Linked DNA regions of Ovis aries: region 1 is linked to region 2. Evidence: chromatin contacts called from public Hi-C data. All regions are on one chromosome and are shown on one strand. The core of a region is the stretch at or near the end of the contact, and the rest is flanking DNA. Distances in the headings are between cores, read along the strand shown.

Region 1 (7,238 bases), core at 4,156-6,655, 46 kb before region 2:
CAAGCTGCAGACAGCAGAGACACTGGAGAACTTTCCAGAGTTCACATTCAACCCGCCCCCGGGAGTCCCTGCAGAGGATTCCTTCTCTCTCACCCTTCACACCCATGGGAGACCCACTGCCATTAGCTCTGCAGCCCTCATGCTCAGAGCTGTTCTTTTCTACCCCACTGTTCCTCCCAAGGTGACTCGAAACCAGTCACCTGAACCCCAACAGAGGTGTCTTAGTTGGGCTCCCTGTCCCCCACCTCCCCTCTCTATAATTCATCTGCTGGTGCCCCCCACCACCTGCAGGATGGAGCCTGCATTGGTTAGGATGACGTCCAAGGTGGGACATGGTCCGGGCCCAGCTTCTCCCTCCAGGTTCATCTCTTGTGATACAGCCTCCTTCTTTCACAGCCCCAAACTCCGGCTGCACCCAATCTGTAGACCAGGAATGTCCCAGCCCGCCTAACACTTCCCCTCTGAGTGCCTTCTGTACTCCACCTGACTCGAGTGTTCTTCCCCCATTGGGTCTAACTGCAGACACTCCTTTCAAGACTCCGCTCAAGTCTGGGGAGCCTGGACCCGCAGGGTGGAATAACCACTTCCTCTGCTGGGCCTCGGCTAAGCCCAGCTGAACCCATAAGAACTCCTATTGTAACTAGCACTTGTGCTACAAATATTTCACATCAGCCCTCCTCCTCCCAATATATACTTCTTGGGACCAATCAGGAGGGCACATTTGCCCAGCCAGGACTGGGTCCCACCATCACAGGAGATTCAGGGAACCCCACGTGTTTTCTTAGTTCACCAGATCTTAATAGAGTTTTTAATACTTGTTGTATGAATTTATAAATGAACATACATCCCCCTACATACACCCAGACTCTAAGCTTTCAAGCCAGGCAGCATTATGAGACCATCGAGAGCTACAGCTGGTAGGAAGAGTTGATTTTTGAGGCAAAATGGGGTGAGTTGTAGAGCTATAGAGGTCTGAACTTGAAGTGATGGGATCTCACAATGCATATCAGACTTCTTGAAGCAGAACTGAAGCTCAAGTGGTTGGTGGAACTGAAAGTATTAACACCAAGATGGGTGGTGGAACAGCAGCTATTTTTCTGTTTTAATTTTCTTTTATTATCAAAAGAGACACCTTTATATCATAAAGCCAAGCTTTCTAAACATGAAAATACATCACTGGGGCTTAAAACCCTAAGTCAGATGACATAAATGAAGACTGGGCACATGGCCTCTGAAAGCCTGTCAATTTCTGTGCCAACCACCAGGAAACCAGCACAGATGGCTCCTTGGAGCCCTGAGTGACTCCACTGGGTCTACTGAGTCTGTTTCCTTAAACAGGTGTCCCAAAGGCCCTGCACAGGGCCCTTGTCTACTCATTAAACCCCAGAAACAAAGGAAAACCAAGGCACAGTATGTGACTTCCCTGATTCTTCTCCTCCTGGAGTGCGGCCATTGACTGCAGCACAGACAATGCTGTCTGTTCCACCAGACTCTTCATTTGCAGCCCAGGCTCTATGCAAGACCGCCTTCCCCAAGTTTCCTTGTAGTTACACTGGGCCTGACATGTAGCCTGGGAAGAAGTGAGGTTCATCATTTCCAGGCCTGGCCACAGAATCCTTTATGTGACCCTTCATGGTCTCTCTCCCCACTCCACACTGACCCTAGATGACTAATTTTGGAGGAAACTGGGTCCCTGAATAACAGTGGAGTGGAACTCCCACCTGCTCCCTCAGTTTACCTGCATGGAACTTCCACAGAATAGCAAGAAATAACCTTGCTGCCTTAACTCACTGAGGTTTGGATATTCTCTGTTATATCAGCTAGCATCACCTATCCTGACTAATATTCTACATTAGCCATAGTGCCCTGGGAAAATGCTCATCCATTCAGCATTTACTAAGCAGCTACTAACAGCAAAAACTGTCATGTGCTATTTACGATTGAGAGAAGGCGAATTCACCTGTTGCACCATGAGCTTCTCAAATTCTTCCACGATCTCAGGCAAGCTGAGCCACTTGATTCCTGGCAAAAGTGCGAGGACCCGGCTGCCCATCTTCATCAGCAGCAGGTCCATCTGCACCTGAGCGAGCAGGCCGGGGTGCAACACCTGCCAGGAGAGCAACAGTGAGACAGAGGAGGGATCAATCAGGAGGGCACATTTGCCTAGCCAGGGCTGGGTCCCACCATCAAAAGAGGTCTAGGGGACTTCCCTGGCAATTCAGCAGTTAAGACTCTGTGCTTCCAATGCAGGGGGTGCAGGTTCGATCCCTGGTTGAGAAATGAAGGTCACATGTGCCTTGTGGTGCAGGCAACGTCCCCCCCACCACCCCCCAGCAAAAAAAAGGACAATCAGCTGGCCGAGGGGAAGCAAGTCCAACACCCATTCCTTTGTGCCTTCCTGAGTGGACAGGAGGGCTGCTCCCCTGAGCGGCACTCAGCTTTGCTGGGAAGAATAGGTTGGCCTCCCTTCCAGATACACTGAGCTTAGATCAGCGGCTCCCAAACATCAGCGAGCATAAAAGCCAACATAGGCTGCTTGGTAAAAGTGTGGAGCCCCAGCCTCCTCCAGGACCTACTGAATCAGACTGGCTGGGAGGCGGGGTGGAAATGTGCATTTTACTGAGTGTCCAGGTAACTGGGTCAGGTAGTCCCAAGCCTGCAAAATACTGCTCTAGAGTCACAGGACTCCAGAGGTGAGATGCAAAGAGCTCTGGGTTTCAAACACTCCAGTTCTATAACTCATCTCCTGTATGAAACTGGACTGGCCACTAAGCCTCTTCTCAGCCTCCTGTTCCATCATTTAAAACACGCAGATCACAGCCTCTACCTCCACCACAAATCCTTTTCAGAATAAAGTGGAATGTAAATAAACATGTAAGAAAAACTAGTCCAGGGACTTCCTTGGTGATCCAGTGGCTAAGTCTCTGGGCTCCCACTGCAGGGGGCCCAGGTTCAACCCTTGTTGGGAGAAGGAGATCCCGCGTGCCACAGCTAAGAACCAGCACAGCCAAATAAATAAGCAAATGTTTTTTTGAACCTGTTTAAAAAAAAAAATGCCCATCTCAGGTACCTCATACATATGAAATAAAGCATCTGACTTGATGGCACATCTACTCCTTTAGTCTCCCACAGAGCAAAGGGAAACTTAAAGATACTTTGGACAAGTGTTTCCTAAACATGCCTGATGTTGCGACTCATTTGCAGCAATTATAAAAGGCCAGGTCAGGCTCTCCCCTTGGAAATTATGAATTCAGCCTGTCTCAGTGAGGCACCCATGGGAGGGATTTTTCTGTGAGGGTGAGAGCACCAGGGTATTGGCTACTAGGACCGCTAGTTCTCCTGGGGGTGTTCGGATCAGGAATGGAAAGGTGTGGAGAGGAGAGATGATGGAGCCGGGCAGGGGTAACTGGAAATGAACCGAGAAGGAAGCTGATGTTGTAAAAATGAACGCTGCCCTCTTGGATTTGCCACAGTAACACCTAACCTAGTCTGTCTCCCATTTATCCTGACCCCAGAGCCAAGAGGTCAGCCGGATGGATGATGGGTCCTCCCCCCGCAGAGACAGCCAACTCCACAGCCTCTTCATCTTCCTTTTTCAGGCCATTCGCATCACTCTCCTTCAAGCCAAGAAATCAAACAGCTTGTGTGTCACAGGTACTCAGATAATGGTCAAGCTGAAAGAAATCAACGGAAGGCACCATGGGGTAATTTGCAAAGGGTTGTATCCTGACCTGGGTAGCCCCGTGGAGTTGGTGAGGTTTTAGAGATGGGAGGGCCTGGCTGCAAACATCAGAACACTTACTTTCACGGCCACGGGGACGAGGTGATCTGGCTCCTGTTCATGGGCGGTCCCTGAAGCCTGAGACAAGGATGCATTGGATCCAACCAGGTCCGCTTTAGGGAAGAGCAGCCTTTCTACAAACGACTGGTCGGCAAGACTCTCTTGAGGCCTCCCCGCCTTCTCCAGGCGTCCAGAGAGCTCGCCCAGCCCCCCAGCTGCCCCAGTTTCCGAGGAGAGCTGCAGTTTGGAGGCCGTAGCCAGTCTCTGGATGCTGTCGTTCTCCAGGAAGGCAGGATTGGCTCGCGCTTTGTACACTTGGGCCACGCAGCCGGAACCCACTGGCTCCTGCTTCTCAAAGAAGAGGACCCTCTCCCAGTCCTCCCCAAAGGCCTGGCGCAGGAAGTGTTCGGTGTGAGTCCAAGGATGGGGCGACACCTGGACGTGCAGCCTGGAGAACTGGGCGCAGAACGCCTCTGAGAAGAGATCCCGCCGGGTGCTGGCCCATTGGCCCAACTTGATGTAGGTGGGGCCCGAGGTCTCGGTGGCTTTCAGAAGCAGGTGGAGCCAGAGACTGGAGACACTGGGAGCCAGATAGGTGAGGGGATAGAGTAGGAGGAGGGGGAAGAATTTCACCAAGAGAGCCCCTGCTCTGAGCCAGATGCGCACGTGCAGGAGGAGCCAGCCCAGCCGCCCCTCCGTAGGGACTCTTTCCAGCGGCCCATTTTCAGCCAGGTCACTCCAACTGGTGGTCTGTCGACGTACGCTCTCCGGAGCCCCCTTGCCAATGTCCTCACAGGTGGAGACGAGTTTGGGCAAAGTGCCAAGCAGAAGCCAACAGAGTCTAGCCTTGCGACAGCCCCCAGAGGGTCTCAGAAGGCCGAGTTCCTTTCTGAGCGCAAAACCTCTCAAGTGCGCCAAGCAGACCCTGAGAGAGAAGCGCCAGGGGGTCACCATCCTCTCCCAGAGGTCACGGCCTCGGCTGCCTGCCTCCACTTAAGGAGGGCCCATCTATGTTCCTTCTTTCCGCAAGGACGACATGAGTCCGGGCCTCCGCCGAGTATTCCGTTTAAGAGCGGGGCAGCAGCGAGATGAAGGGGGCGCGCAGACCTGGCCGCCCGTGTGCAGTCCCCAGGACAGGGACGTGACCTGCGCGAGGTGGCCGCGCGGGCGGAGACGGAGCCGGGCGACCGCAGGGTCACCGCGCACGCCCGCCGGCGCCAGAGTGCACCCGCCGAGGGCCAGGACGCAGCAGGGCTGCGCGGAGAGGGGCGCGAGGGGGACCGATCGGAGGGCCGCGGTGCGGAGAGCCTGATGGGGGTGAGGAAGAACCAGATAAGGCGAGGGGTGGAGAGCTGGGGCCGGGGGCGGGGGCAGCGCGAACGGTCGAGGACCAAGGCAGCGAGCGCGCGGTGGGGAGGAGTCGGGTGGGGGCTCCAGAGAGCCGAGGTCCCAAGGGCAGTGGAGGTCTGGGCGCCAGGGGCGGGGAAGGGGAGCGGAGGGTCGCGGAGCGGAGTACCGGAGATAGGGACTCGGAGGGGCCGGGGGTCCGAGGACCGGGGATCCGGACCCGGGGGGGCCGGGGAGCAGGGATCCCGACGCCCAGGCCGCGCGACGCGCGTCTTCCGGGACCGCCCGCCCGCCGGCTCGGGAACCGCCCCTTTAAAGCGAACGCGACCCAGACTCCGGCAGAGATTCACCCGGCCCTCGGGTCCTGGGGTCCCACAAATAGAATTAACGCCAAACGCGCCCTCCACACCCGGTCTCTCCACTGTGCCTCTGTCTCTCCAATGACATTGTAGCTTTCCTTACAAACAGCGTGGAAACGCGGGAATGCCGGGGATATTGATAGCCGGTTCCTGAACAAGGTCTGGTTTTCAGTTGAGCGGGATCGGGAGGGTGGTGGGAGGAGCTGGGTGGGGGGTGTTGTCCTTGGACGGCGGGATTCCCAGGCTGCCCTGATTTGGGGAACGTGTTTGAACCCGGGGCTGTGGCTCCGGAAAGAGTGATCATTCATTCAACCAAGTCTATATTTCTTAAACTCCATCTAATATTTATCGAGGCTCAATAATATCTACCGTGCGAGGTCCTGGGAACATGGAAACACACATCCTGACCTTGCAGGCTCATCACTTTTGAGGAAGATCTCACCATGAAAGAAGGGAACAATGCGGACGATGCCGAGCTGGGCCCTGCGGGGCTCCTGGACACGAAGGTCTCTTTGTCCCCCATTTCTTGTAGGCAAGACTCCAGCCTCCATGACCTTCTCTGAGTCCCAAAGGGCAGAACAGTTGCTAATCAAGGGAGGAGCAGCCAGGAAACCACCTGAGGCACGATTAAAGGGTATTCAAGAATTAGGAGACCTAACCATCCAAGCCGCTGCACACCCTAACCTTGTCAGCAACCTCACCCTTTTGAAACTTTGCAGAAGAAGAATGCAAGACTGTTACCGTCTTGATCCTTCTCAGGTACCTTGCCAGACTATATAACCCCTCCCTCTTTACCAGGGAGGGGGGCACAGTTCTTGAGGCACTAGCCTACTGTGTTCCCCCTTTGTCTGGCGAATGAATAAAGCCGCTCTTTCCTTCTCCTCCATAACTCTGTCTCCATATTTCTGTTTGGCACTGGTGCACAGAGCCAAGATTTGGGCAACAAGGAGAACCCCCCAGGATGGCAGCTATTTGGGAGAAGAGGGGAGGGTGGTACGGGTGGGAGGGTGTTCAGCCGCAAAAAGAATTAAGCCCCCAAATAGGAAGATGTTTGCTGTGAGGTTCTGAGGGAGTTTTTTTAAACTGTGAAGAACCAGAGAAGGCCAGATAGCCCTAGAAAGCAAAGAGGAGCAGAGCAGAGCTTGGAAATCAGTCAGGACAGCCAGGGAAGGCCAGTGGGCATCTGCTCTGCTGTTTGGGGCTTGGAGGCTGACTGCGCTGGGGTACCACAGTCACCTCTACATTCACGACCCTTTATCTCTACGTGGGTGACAGCCTTCCAGAGAAGTCTGCCAGGGACTCACAAGTGGAAAGACCCTGGAGACGTGGCCCATGCCTGCTGCTGGAAGTGTGACTGCCACTCACAGCCTAAGGACTGCGGGAAAACTTGGTGACTCTTGCACTGCAGGCTAACAATCCAACTCCCATTTCCCAAGATGTGCAGACCCTTTTTGAAGTTCCCAAGACAGAAGTCATACCTAACTCCGCTGGTTTTAAGTATGGCCAGCCATTAACTATACCCTCCAAGCTTCAGAGTACAAAATGAAATGGGGCAAAGGCTAATAAGAATTTTGCCAAGAGAATCCACTGGTCATAGCAAACACCTTCCAACAACACAAGAGATGACACTACACATGGACGTCGCCAGATGGTCAATACTGAAATCAGATTGATTATATTCTTTGCAGCTGAAGATGGAGAAGCTCTATACAGTCAGCAAAAACAAGACCGGGAGTTGACTGTGGCTCAGA
Region 2 (7,251 bases), core at 4,247-6,746:
CAGATTAAAAGCTTAGAAGACTCTCCCACCACCTTTTAACTTCACCTGAGCCCGCCAATCAACTTGACATTGAGCCCAAAGAGAAACAGGAGTCAAGAACAGATTTAACAGTATTCCCTTTAACAAGGAGAGAAACAGGATTCAGTTATGGACTAGATTGATAAATATAATTAGCTGTAGATGTTGGCATTTTAAAAAATATCTTCAATTTGTAAAACAATTTAAAAACTTCTGGAAATGTTCGTATGTACAAAACACATGAACCTTCATGTGCCCGTCACCTAGCTTTAAAATTTTGTGTGACATTTTATTCTAATTAAGTTTATTGGTACTAATTAAGCTCATCTAGTGAATGGGAAGTTCTATATTTTTGTGGCAGTTGAATGAGAAAATGTATTACTAGTCATGCATTCATAATAGCTCCTGCAAACCAGCCTGTTTAGATCACAAGGCCAAATTACCTAGCAAGAAATAAAAGAAACTTTGGATTGTGTAAAAATCACCCGAGGCCTTTGATTTGCCATATTTATGGGTTTGTTGTTTGTTTGTTTTGGCTGTGCTGGGAGGCTTATGGGATCTTACTAATAGTTCCTCCAACCGGGGATCAAACTCGGGCCTCAGCACTGAAAGCTCCAAGTCCTAACCACTGGACCACCAGGGAATTCCTTGATTTACCATATTTAAATACAGGTTCCAGGCCGGCCCCAGACACTTGGTTTTGGTACATTGGATTGGTGCCCAGGAATCTACATGTCTGACAAGTTTCCCAGTTTGACTAGATCAGATCCTCAGTGGACCACACTTTGGAAAACAGTACCATCTTGCAATCCCAGACCTATAAAGTGATAGAGAAGTTTGTCTTGGTAATGTAAGTTGCAGAGTACTCCCATCTAGCAAATTAGGCTAGGCTTGTCACCTAATTAATGACCTTGAAACATCAGAAACAAAAGGCACGTGTCAAAGTTTTACTCAAGCAGTGTTTTCCATTCTCCTATGAATTCAGAAATGTTGGTGAGCTGATTGCTGACTGTGCTCCGGGGTCCATGCCCCGCTCAGTTCCAGCCCCTTAAGCCCACTTGAACTTGCTTCTCAGACGAGGGTATCAGCTGTGCCTCTAGAGACTGTGGTTTTCAGACTGGAAGTTATTATTGCCTGATGGGAATCAAGTTCACTTAAGTCCCGTGTTTTTTAAGTGTGTCTCTGGATCTTTAACCTCAAAGTTCACCCATGGTTCTCTGTGCATTAGACACAGAGGGCTTTGTGCTTTTTGAAAAAGCTGTGGCTTCCTGGGAACTTCAGAAAAACTGTTCCCTTTGGGGAGAAGGGGAATTGTAGGGCTGATGGTGACCTGGCACAGTCCTGGTGCTCTCTCCCTGCGGGCAGATGCCACGCCTTACTCATCTGTGAATCCCCACGGCTTCCGACACAGGGCCTGGCACCTATTTCTAGTGCCACTTAGAGGGTGCCAGCCTGAAAGAAGAGGGTGGGCGGCAAGAGTTGTTAGCTCACGGGAAGAAGGCTCTGTCGCTGGGGGCTTGGTCTGTGTGGAGGCGGAGTGCCGACACGCAGAGGGCGGTCGGGAGTGGCTGTTACCCTGAGTCCAATGTGGCCTCTGCCAGGATCAGGACAGAAGAGCAGTGTCTGTCTGCCCAGCAGAGTGGAGAGGCTCCAGAAGCTTCACAGAGTGTCATGAGGGGGCAATGAGTTCCTTTCTGTCCCCCAAAGGCCTCTCAGGACTCTCCTTTACAACAGGAGGGGAGCCCTGGGGCCCGGCTTCTTTTAAGAACCGAGCTTGCTTTCAGCACTGAGGGATCCCAAAAATGCACAGTGCCACTCTCTGGGAAAGGGGGCAGCTGGGTTCCCTGCGGATCCAGGCCCCAGCTCCGTCCTCCTCCCCAAATACGTGGTTTCTCTTGCTGTTTTCTCGGCTCACCATTTCCTAACCTCCCTCTTTTTAATTTGTTGCCCATGTGCATTCTTCTTTTTCTCTTTCTCCCTCTAGACTTCCTCTCCTCATTCCTAAGAGTTATATGCATGTCTTAAAGCCTGCCCCTTTGGTTTCTTGGGGGAAGGGGATGCCTAGTCTGGGCCTTGGGGAGCCATGCTGTCACCTGGCAGGTAAACCATCCTGGGAGAGGGGATAGGAGTCTTGGAAATGTGAGAAGGAGCTGGGATCAGGATTCCTGGGAGGTTGAGTTAGGGCTTCCCTGATAGCTCAGTTGGTAAAGAATCCTCCTACAATGCAGGAGACCCTGGGTCGGGAAGATCCCCTGGAGAAGGGCTAGGCTACCCACTCCAGTATTCTTGGGCTTCCCTTGTGGCTCAGCTGGTAAACAATGCGCCATACTGCAGGAGACCTGGGTCCGATCCCTGGGTTGGGAAGATCCCCTGGAGGAGAGAAAGCCTACCCACTCCAGTATTCTGGAGAATACCATGGACTGTATAGTCCATGAGGTTGCAAAGAGTTGGACACAACTGAGCAACTTTCACTTTCAGTGGAGTGAAATCTCCAGAGTCTGAGTATTCTCCAAACCTCTAGTCAAGGAGTCACCCTCTCTCCATCAAGTGGGGCCCCAGTCCCTCGTGGTCATGCTCTACAGAATTGCAGGGCAGATCCTGTTGGCATTTGCCGACGGGTCTCATCTTCCTAGCCACGTCCACCCAAGCCATGCTCATTTGTCCAGAGTTCTGTAGGGACTTGCTATTGAAGTAGTACATTTAATCAGTTACTTCAGTTCATTTGGATGTCAGACCCTGAAGTTTTATAAAACTGCTGCTTCTCAAAAAAACCCTGCTGCTTCTCCACAGAGACGGCTCCTTTGGTACCCATGTGGTCCTTAGCATGTTGCAGGTTCAAGATGTTCTGTGGGAAGCCTGGCTCTGCTAGGACCATCTCCTGGTTTTCATAGACCAGACAGATGACCTAGTGGCTGAGCATTTCCCGCTCCTGTATTCTGAGCCTCTGAAAGAGTGTCTCCACGCAGGGCTCTAAAGCCAAAGACAGTATAGGTTTATACCCAGCGTCAGGGCAGCGGAAGAATAGAATAGCTCTGTGTAGGCATTGCCACTTGAGCAGGTGGTTTATTTCTTGTTTCAAATTAAGTAACAACTCTTCTCTTCTTTGGGGTCTGACTGAAGCGACTTAGCAGCAGCAGCAGCAGCACATCACTGGTTCTTACAGAGCCTTGAAAGAGTGGCAAGTTGTGCTGGTATTTGTTTTACTTTCTTAGGTTACACGTTTTCTAAAAATTTTTGGTTTCTTTTATCTAAAAGACACACACACATGCTTGCACATATGGGAAGCGTTGGCATGGGGGCTGAATCTGGGTGGACCTCAGATTCTGTGCCTCTGACCCCACCCCTCTCTGCATCGGGAATTCTATACGGTGCAACCCTGTCACCCCCTACTCCAGGGTGGAAGCCGCCAGGGATAGTTTGGGGTGTGGGCCCTGGATTGGCTGCCATGCTCACTGAGTGTGCCCCCCTGTTCCCCCAGGCAACTCGAAGCTCCTCTTGGTGTTGACATGATGACTATGCAGGCCAGCCAAGGGCAGCCACAGCTGGACTGAAAACCTGGGCTACGAATTGGCTGACAAGTAAGAACTTTTCTCCCCCATGACTGCAGAAGTTGGCCCAGATTCTCAGTCTCCTTCCTTTTTCCACTGCCTTTCCCTCCTCACGAACCCCACCTCCCTGAACTAAGGAAGCTTTCTGATCTAAGTCATTGTGATGAGCCCCCTCCCCTGTAAACCATCTCCATGCCCTGTGCTCAGGCAACAGCATAGGACCACAGTGGTCGAGGAAGGTCTGGCTGATGCCTAGGGTCCACTTTGGGCCTTATCCCCATGTATGCCTTCCAGTCCAGGGTTTATTTTTCTTTTTTAAAAACTTCATTTTCTTTATTTATTTTTAGCTTTTTATTTTGTATTGGGGTATAACCAGTGAATAATGTTGTGATAATTTCAGGTGAACAGCAAAGGGACTCAGCCATACATATACATGTATCCATTCTCCTCCAAACTCCCCCCACCCATCCAGGCTGCCACATAACACTGAGCAGAGTTCCCTGTGCTTGCACAGTAGGTCTTTGTTGGTTATCTGTTTTGTTCAGGTGTTTTAATTATTGTTGAGCCCTAAAGCTTTGCAGCTGCACCTGTCCACATAGCCTTTTTACCCATCTTATATTAGCAGGGTTGTTTTCTCCCCAGATGGAGCCCTTTCCTCCGGTACCGTGTCTCACATTCTGCAGGGGACTTGGCAGTCACTGAGCTGTTCACAGATCACTGAGCTGTTCACAACTGTGCACCCCAGTCCAGAGCCCCTTTAAGGGTCACAGAATCCTGGAAACATGAACCAGAGAAGTTCTTGGGTCCAGCAAACATGTGCAGAAGGCACTCTGCCCTGGTTTCATCATCCTTCCCGTTGCTGCTTGAGCTTTATAATTCCAGGGTAGTTTTCTAACAGACTAGCCTTTTCTCGTCTTCAGTTTTTAGATGGACCCTCAGTGATTGTAAAGTCACTCCAGATGTTTGGGATCTTAGACAATAACTATAACTATTACAATAACACTAGTTACCATTTATTGCTATCAAGACTTACAATGTATGCTGTACTGTGGGTACTTTACATATATTAATGCATCCTTTCACTCATTTAACTCATTGACTACCTGCTATGTATTGAGCATAGCGAACAAAATAAATTTGGCCTCTGCACCAATAAAATTTCAGTATTCTCATTGTAGGGTGAAAAAAATGAAACCAAGGTCCAAACCCAGGTCCCTTTAACTCCAAAGTCCTATATTCATCTACTGTCAATATTATTTAATAGTACATATGATGTTAATGATTATATATTATATCATCAGTTCTCACCAAGCGTGAACTAACTTGAATTGTGTTTTTATGTGTCCTATCTCTTCATCTTGCCTCTAGACAGTAAGAGCAAGAAGTTAAATTTCTGGCTTTGGAATTCTCAGTAGAATAACTAACTGATTCTAACTCTGATTCTGACTAAAATTTGAATTCATGCTAATGTCCTCAGTGGTGACAGAGCTGTTAAAAAAAGTGTTTCTTTTTTGTAAGCACTCTGTTATGAATGGTAATTGATTATTGAAATAAGGAAATCTGCTTTGATAGCCATATTTAACATATGAAAATTTGTTTCCAATTTCACAAGTTTCTGATTTATGCTAAGCAACCAAGAACAACAACATAATTTACATGTTAATATCTCAAGCCAGGAAGAAGTCTTTATATAAACAACCATTAGTCTCTGGACTAGAAAGCTAGATAGTAACAGGATGCGTGAAATTGCTAGTTACTCATCCCTCATGTGAACCTTAGCTGGAGTTTCCAAGAGCCTGTGTATTTTGAAAACATGCGCCATGAAGCCGGTCCGTGCACGCTTGCTCTTCTTGGCACATTTAAGGTCACTGTGCTCAGTCATGACCTTTGCTGGTGGAAGAAATGCTTTGCATTTCAAAACACCGATACTCTCACGCTCATTGTTGTTGTTCAGTCACTAAATCATGACTGACTTTTTGCAGTGCCGTAGACTGCAACACACCAGGTTTCTCTGTCCTTCACTATCTCCCAGAGCTTGCTCAAACTCATGCTCATTGAGTCGGTGATGCCATCCAGCCATCTCATCCTCTGTCGCCCGCTTTTCCTCCTGCCTTCAATCGTTCCTAGCATCAGGGTCTTTTCCAATGAGTTGGCTCTTCACATCAGATGGCCAAAGTATTGGAGCTTCTGTTTTTCTTTCTAAATAATTTTTAACATCTTCACGGCACTAACTGATCTTCTAAAATCACATTTGGAGGCCTATATCCCCATACATTTGTGTTGAGTGAGACCTTTTTGCAGTGATGGAAATTGTTTTCTATTCCATCCAGTATAGTAACTGTTAAACACACGTGGCTACTGAGTTCTTGACATGTGGCTGCTGCAACTGAGGAACCAAAGCTTTGATTTAACTTGATTTTAGTTTAAATAGCCACATGTGGCTAGTGACTGCCATACCGGACAATGCAGTTCTAGGCCATGCAGGAAATCTGAATCTGTTCATTTACTCGCTTATTCATGCAACAAGTATTATTGACCACCTACTCTGCCGGGTGTTGTTAGGGGTGCTAGGGTTGAAGCAATAGACAAAATGATCCCTGTCCTCCCAGAGAAACCAGTCTAGTGGGGTTCACATTCTAGAGGAGGTTCCAGTCAAATGCAGCCAGTCATTGTGGCTTTACCGACTCAAATCAGGACAGTTTATCAAGCCCAGAATTAGGGAAAACTTCATGACTTATGACATTTGTTTTAATTTTTAAATAATCATTCCAAAGGATTGTCTGTTGGTATAATCTTCTATCTCATGAAACCTCTATTTTCATTGGGAAAAAGCTAACAATAATGATAACTGCCATTGTACACTCACACCATTCTAGATGCTTAATATGAGCTAGCTTACTAAGTGTTTATAGCCACTTGGTAGGTATGTTTATTGTTATTCCCATTTCACAGGTGAGGAAACTGAGGTTTAGAGAAGTTAAACAGTTCAGCCAAGGTCACACAACTGGTCAGTGGTTGAATTAGGATTTACACCCACATCTATTGAATGCCACAGTCCAATAGCTCCTTTCATTCCGTTTTGCTGTCCCCCCAGGAGAAAAGCATAAAGTGATTTTTTCAATGGTGGTTTCAATGTTTGTGGCTTGCAACTAGTATCTAACATTTATATCTGAAAGTGAAAGTGAAAGTCACTCAGTCATATCTGACTCTCTTTGACCCCATGGACTGACTATACAGACCATGGAATCCTTGAAGCCAGAATACTGGAGTGGGTAGCCTTTCCCTTCTCTAGGGGATCTTCCCAACCCAGGGATCGAACCCAGGTCTCCCGCCCTGCAGGTGGATTCTTTACCAGCTGAGCCACAAGGGAAGCCCAACAATTTATATGTAAGTGTTAGCAAATTGCTGTGATGTGTCAAGAACAATAACCAAGAATGCCTCACTCTGTGTTTTTCTTATTTAGGGTCAAAGTGGACGGTCCAAAGACTGGCGAAGACCCTCAAAGGCAGCCATTTAGTTCCTCCATCCCTTTCCTAGATCAGGATCCAGCCTTCCGAAGAAGCCCCCTAGAGAGCCTCCATAACCTGATGCTGGAGCCAAGAGTGGACTGTTCTCAACAGAACATGTTCAGCTCAGATATGATCATCAGTGACTCAGCTTCGGATCTCAGTGCTAAAGGAACCAG

The links. Hi-C and Micro-C count contacts between places; a contact is called where the count stands out from the background.
Region 1: a Hi-C map of mixed tissues shows a contact between it and region 2, with 2.3 times the contacts expected there. The contact joins the promoter of ADCK2 here to the enhancer-like site in region 2. A contact is called at or near these places in 2 of 16 Hi-C or Micro-C datasets (mixed tissues and omental adipose tissue).

Annotation. Positions count from the first base shown.
Region 1 is chr4:105,416,984-105,424,221 of ARS-UI_Ramb_v3.0, reverse strand. It overlaps ADCK2 (aarF domain containing kinase 2), which reads right to left and starts at 5,405. Exons shown (of 8, transcript XM_004008109.5): 1 at 3,803-5,405; 2 at 1,961-2,107. The coding sequence starts at 4,735. LOC132659768 (a long non-coding RNA gene) reads left to right here and starts at 5,443. Exons shown (of 3, transcript XR_009600546.1): 1 at 5,443-5,646; 2 at 6,020-6,246.
Region 2 is chr4:105,370,671-105,377,921 of ARS-UI_Ramb_v3.0, reverse strand. DENND2A (DENN domain containing 2A) reads left to right here. Exons shown (of 20, transcript XM_060415154.1): 3 at 7,030-7,251. The coding sequence starts at 7,154. Among named protein-coding and RNA genes, the nearest start is that of DENND2A, 30 kb to the left of the region's middle. Within about 2 kb of position 5,496, at least 3 of the 54 cell types and tissues checked have an H3K27ac peak or open chromatin away from gene starts, as enhancers often do.